Linked DNA regions of Mus musculus: region 2 is linked to region 1. Evidence: chromatin contacts called from public promoter capture Hi-C data. All regions are on one chromosome and are shown on one strand. Each heading gives the region's core, a stretch centred on a gene start, on an enhancer-like site or on the middle of the called end of the contact. The rest is flanking DNA. Distances are from core to core; before and after follow the strand shown.

Evidence for each region. Capture Hi-C pulls out chosen DNA fragments and counts their contacts.
Region 2: a contact with region 1 is called in a promoter capture Hi-C map of liver. The contact joins the promoter of Ssr2 here to the promoter of Prcc in region 1. A contact is called at or near these places in 1 of 39 promoter capture datasets (liver) and 1 of 9 other capture datasets (liver).

The regions. Positions count from the first base shown.
Region 1 is chr3:87,884,122-87,887,096 of GRCm38.p6, forward strand. Prcc (papillary renal cell carcinoma (translocation-associated)) reads right to left here and starts at 1,441. Exons shown (of 7, transcript NM_033573.2): 1 at 754-1,441. The coding sequence starts at 1,221.
Region 2 is chr3:88,578,083-88,581,057 of GRCm38.p6, forward strand. Ssr2 (signal sequence receptor, beta) reads left to right here and starts at 1,526. Exons shown (of 6, transcript NM_001356317.1): 1 at 1,526-1,604; 2 at 1,798-1,952; 3 at 2,892-2,975. The coding sequence starts at 1,798.

The sequences.
Region 1 (2,975 bases), core at 191-2,690:
AAAATAAACAATGGAAACAGGGCTGGGTTTTGTAGCTCAGTGGAAGAGCATTTACCTACTATGTGTGAGGGAGGCTACAAGTCCAACTCCCATTGTGTGTGGGGGTGAGGGAGAGGCAATACTCAATTTCTTATACCAGGGATAGTGTAATACACTTTTTAATCCAGCACTTGGACTCTGAGACAAGAGGATCACAAGTTGAAGCCCAAGCTGAGCTACACAGTGATTCAAGAAAAGCCTGGGTTACAATACTAGAACCATGTCAAAATAAGTAAACATTCCATCTCTTCTCTAACTCCACTCATGTCCTTTACCTCCTTCCAGCCTTCTTATTTTAGAGATGGGGCAAAGGATAAGGCTGGTCCTGGATGTTCAACAGGAGCACTTTAGTCCCACCAGCTGTCACTTCAGGCGCCACTTTTAACCTGCCCTCAATATGGGAAGAGAAGCCAACTGAGATAAAGATGCTGAAAGGGAAAGAATTGTCTCCATGCATGCGCCTTAAGCCTGTCAGTACCAAGGATACCACGCATCCCTTTCTGCAAGGAAGTCCCAGGTTCCAGAATGCCTCATGGCCAATACCCTAACTCCCCAAAGCAGGCAAGTTCAGGTGAATTTAACCGCCTTCTAAGAGGATTCCAGCGGCTCGGAGTCAACGGATGCGTTTGTCGAGCTCCATTATGGTTACAAGTCCCTCCTACCCCTAAACTCCAGCCCAATGGGACTTGAGGTGCCCCCCCCCTCCATACTCACATCGCCCTTCTGCAGCTCCGGCGCCGCTATCCTAACCGGTTCGGTTCTCTTCTTTGGCTTGGGAAGGCCCAAGGGGGGTCCGACACCGCCCACAGCTGGGGGCAGACTGAGCCCAGGGCCTTGAGGCGATGGCAGCCCCAGCCCCTCTCCAACTCCCGCAGCTTCAGCAGGGCTCACTCCTGCAGGTGGCGGGAAGCCGCCCAGGCCAAAGGGCAGCGGCGGAGGCGGCTGCAGTCTGGGGTCTCCGGTGGGCGGGGGCAGCAGGAGCGGCGGGGGGAAGGCTGGGGCCAGCATCTGGGGGGGCGGGGGCAGCAAGGCCGGGCCTTTGGGTGCAGGAAGAGAAGCGAACAGGCCTCCTAAAGTGGGCCCTGGCATAGGAGCCGCCACATCCTCTTCCTCCGGCTCCGGCTCCGGCTCCGGCTCATCCGGCTCACTATCGTCGCTGCTGGCATAAGCAACCAGAGACATGGCGCCTCCCGCCTTTGGGACGCCCTTGCTGGCAGACTAGGCCTACTTGAGACCCGGGATGTCCCGGCGGCCTAGTAGGCCCTACCAGCGGGCAAGGCGGGGAACCGAAAAGCGCCTCCTGCTCCGTGCTCTAGAACTATCCCCGGCAGGAACCCATGGCTAGGGTTGATTTCCACCGAGTAAGAATTCCCGCTACACTTAAGCTCCTAGCACCAAGCAACTACACACACCTAATGGCCGCCGAGTCACTCCGCCTACTACTCACCTCACAGACTTAAGAACTACAATTCCCAGAGAAGACTTTAGCAACAACCCCATTCTCTACCTCCGGGAACTCAGTGCAAAGCATGGCGGGAATTGCAGTCTAAAGGTGGCGTAAAGGGTGCGCAGAAAGACTGAGCGAAAGCTTCCTCTGATGCAGTGATTCCTGGGATTCGTAGTTTGTTTGTTTGTTTGTTGTTGTGTGTCCTTTCAAGTCCTATGTTACTACAAGCCCCATGGATCAGCGCGGTAGCACGTAAGCATTTAGAGCATTTCGGTACTTGAAGTTCCTCAGAGCAGCTAAGGATTATGGGAGCTGTGGTACCCTTAGAAACTGCAAGTGTTGTCGGGAAAGTGATGAAGTCTGGGAAAGTAAATAGCTTAAAGGGAAAGTTACCTGTAAATAAAACAGTGATGCTTCCGAGTCGACCTGGGTGTTAGAACAAAGCACCCCAAGAAAAGACAAAGCTCTAGGGTACGTTATAAAATTAAGATTGCGAAGCCAGAAAGAAAACGAGGCCGCAGGCATCTGAGAGCATGGCAAGGGTGGTGTCATGCACCTTGAATCCCAGCACTAGGAAGTCAGACGCGGGCGGAGATCTGTGAGTTCGAGGCCAGCCTAGACTATGAAGTGAGGTCCAGGACAGCCAAGGTGACACAGAAAATCCTGTCTCTGTCTCACAGAAAAAAAAAAAAAAAAAAAAAAAAAAAAAAAAAAAAAAGAGTCAGTGCTCTTAACCAATGAATACACCAGTATACATCTAGTAACAGTACACACCTCCCATGAACGCTATCCCCATGAGTGTGGGGACTTGGGCTCCTTCCTCAGCAACTAGTGAGAAGCACGGGAAACTAGGGCAAGGTATTGGAGAATTGGAGATTAATCACTTTACCTCAGTAAAAGGACAGACTATGGCCCGGTACACTTCCAAGTTCTTAGGGGTTGATCACCTGTGCCCACCCTACAGTGCATGTGTCTTTGGCATTCATTTCTTGGCTGGATGTGCTGTCTTCTCGGCCTTTGCGTATGGCCCTCATATCCACCCACTTTTACTGCAGGCTTTTTCACATACTGCCCGTCTATGATGACGTGCTGTGCAACTGCTCTTCCCTGGCTCCCTGTGATTCTGGATCACTTCTGTCACCCTCTAACTGAGGGCCCTCTACTTGCCATGTCCTTTATACATGAACCCATCTCTCTGTGGGTACCTCCCTGCTCCTAAGAGCAGAAAACCTTTGAGGTCAGCCAACAACGAAAGAGCTGCTAGAGTTTGGCAGGGAGGAGGCTAAAGAACGTGGAAAGGGTGCTTTGAGCGAAGGATGAGGATTGTAAAGACTGTGAAAGGATGTGGCTCTTCCTCACCAGCCTCCTCGCCATGTGTCTGAACATTTGGCTTCATACACAAACTTATACCACCTTCTCTAGACATCTGCTTAAATCTCCCAGAATAACTTGTATACACCTGTGTTTAAACTATACTGAGTTTAGGCAG
Region 2 (2,975 bases), core at 276-2,775, 690 kb after region 1:
AGCAGGAAGTGCAATTGGATTTTTTCCTAGCTCAGGTGATAGCTGTCTTTTCTGACCTCCTCGAGCACTGGGCATACACATGGTGCACATATGTACATGCAGGCAAAACACTCAAACACATAATAATAAAGTATTCTAAAAAAAAAGTAAATAGTTGTAAGAAGTCAATCAAGCCAGGCAGCCATGGCGCACACCTTTAATCCCAGCACCAGAAGGCAGAAGCAAGTGGATCTCAGAGTTCAAGACCAGCCTGATCTACATAGAGTTCAGGTATATAAAGAACCCCCTCCCCACAAAAAATGGGGGGTAGGTCAATCAAAGGGTTAGGCATTGTTAGCATTTTGTTTAAGCTCCACCCCACAGTTACCTGGCAACAGCCAGGTGTGCCTGACTCACTATAAAAGGGGCTGCTTGCCCCTCCTCTCTCTCTCTCTTTCTCTCTCTCTCTGTCTCTGTCTCTCTCTTTCTCTCTCTCTCTCTCCACTCTTTCTTTCCATGAGCTGATGGCCAGCCTCTACTTCTCCCTCTCTCTCTCTCTCTCCTAACTCTCAGCTCCTCTTCCCATGCCCTGAATAAACTATTCTATACTATACTGTCCTGTGGCTAGTCCCTGGGGGTGGGGGGAAGGGATGCCTCAGCATGAGCCCGCGGTGGCATTCCCTAACCCCACACCTTACCACACATCCACCAAACACATTTCCTCTCCTTATCTTTTTATAAACACAACAGGCATGGTGACACATGCCTTTAATCCTAGTTTCACTTAGACAATAGAAGCCAAGGGATCTCTTGTGAGTTCTAGGCCAGTCTCAAAAAAAGAAGAAAAAAAAGAAGCATAGGGTGTCTGTCCCAGGAGAGCCAGGCGCAGTGGGAGAAGGTTCTCTCATCACCCCACCAGCATCTATAGTAGTGCCAGAGCACAGAGCAGGTGCAGAGTAAACCCATCCTGGATGTAAGAGTGCTACAGAAGGGATGTGGAAGAACTCTCCTGCACATGTGCTATAAGCATGTTTACATGTTCATGTGTTTATGCACATGTGTGTGTGCACATGTAGAGTTCAGAGGAGAACTTGTCGGTGCCCTATTAAATGGGTCCAAGGATTCAAACTCAGGTGGGCAGGCATGGTGGCAAGTGCCTTTACCTGCCGAGGGGTCTCTCTGGCCCTGTTTACTAGTTGTCTGAAGTCTCTATAAAGTGCTAATTACATAAGGCAGTGACTAGCAGCTTGGAAATCTAAGAATTCAAGGAAAGGCTATATCAGCTACTTCAGCCTTAAAACAAAGTCGGCGACTCTTTGAACTTTGAAATTGTGCCTATGCAGCTTATTTCGTTTTAGTTTAAACAGAGGGGTTTTCCATGGGGTAAGCATTAATGAGAAGAAATTGGAGGACACACAGGAAAGAGTCAAGGACTCTAGGTAACTCAACTCCTTTGGGGTATCAGCCGCCATAAAGGGGAAGGTGGGGCTTGTTTCAGAACTACAACATCCATAAGGCACAGGAAGGGACATCAGGGTTTCCGGTCAGATCCGTTTCCGGTCTTTCGGAGGCTGACGTTGTTTTCCGGTTGTCTGTGGCCCAGGGAGGCGTTTGGGGTGCTCACGGTGAGTCTGGGAGACGCAAGAGCGCTGGGGTCCCCGCTGACCCCGCCTGGCCGGCAGCGCGGTACACACTGCTGTGGCTTGGGCTCGCGGCTGCGGACCTGGCGGCGGGGCTGGAGTGTGGCGCCGCACAGGCTGCCTGGCTGGCAGTGTTTCCCATGCTTGGGTCGATTGCTCACTTTGCTTTTTTCCAAAGATGAGGCTGCTGGCGGTTGTGGTGTTGGCTCTGTTAGCCGTCAGTCAAGCAGAAGAAGGAGCCAGGCTTTTGGCCTCCAAATCATTGCTCAACAGATACGCTGTGGAAGGGAGGGACCTGACCCTGCAGTATAACATCTACAACGTCGGCTCCAGGTAACGGCCTAGAGTTCGCCAGCTTCCTTCTGAATTCCGAGTTTCCACGTGGGCATAGAGAACGTTTTGTTGGGGAGTGAATTCTCTTTTGGAGTCCTCCAGTATCGAGTGCAGTGTGTGAGTGAGTGAATGAATGAATGAATGAATATACTAGAGGGCTTACCTTTGTCGGGTGCTTTTTGAAGGTGAAGACATCCTTAGGTGAATTACAAGAAACCACTTTGGGGTCTCAGAAGGCTTTCAAAGGCAGGGATAAATTCAGCTTGTGAAAAAGGAAATGCAGACACAGAGTGTACATCTGTCCTCTTACCTCGGGTGCGGACTCCCAGCTTTCTTCTTTCACTTACAATCACTTTTTTTGTTGTTTGTTGTTTTTCAAGGCCGAGTTTCTTAACTGGCTGTCGAAGAGTCCACTCTTAGACCAGGCTGGCCTCAAACTCACAGACATCTGTCTGTCTCTCACACTGCTTCCCGAGTGCTGGGATTAAAGGCATGGGCCACCACTGCTGGCTCCTATGAGCACTTTTTTGTTGTTCTTTCCTTTTATATATTTTTCCATTTATATCTTACTTCCCCTGTCTAGAATTAGAGCAAGATTACCTTTGGCAATTCACTTCTGAGCAACAGAATCCAGGCCTTGATCTGGATTCTTCAAAACAGGCCCAACTTACTATGGGGGTTTCTTTTGACCAGCAGGTGGATTTTCCAGTCAGTTCCCTTAGTTTTATGTCCCTCACTCTTATTTACTATATGTAAGTACACTATAGCTGTCTTCAGACACTCCAGAAGAGGGCATCAGATTTCATTACAGATGGTTGTGAGCTACCATGTGGTTGCTGGGATTTGAACTCAGGACCTTCGGCAGAGCAGTCGGAGCTCTTAACTGCTGAGCCATCTCGCCAGCCCTGTCCCTCACTCTTTATTTCCTCTGCTTTCCAGCGCTGCATTAGATGTGGAATTATCTGACGATTCCTTCCCTCCAGAAGACTTCGGCATTGTCTCCGGTATGCTCAATGTCAAATG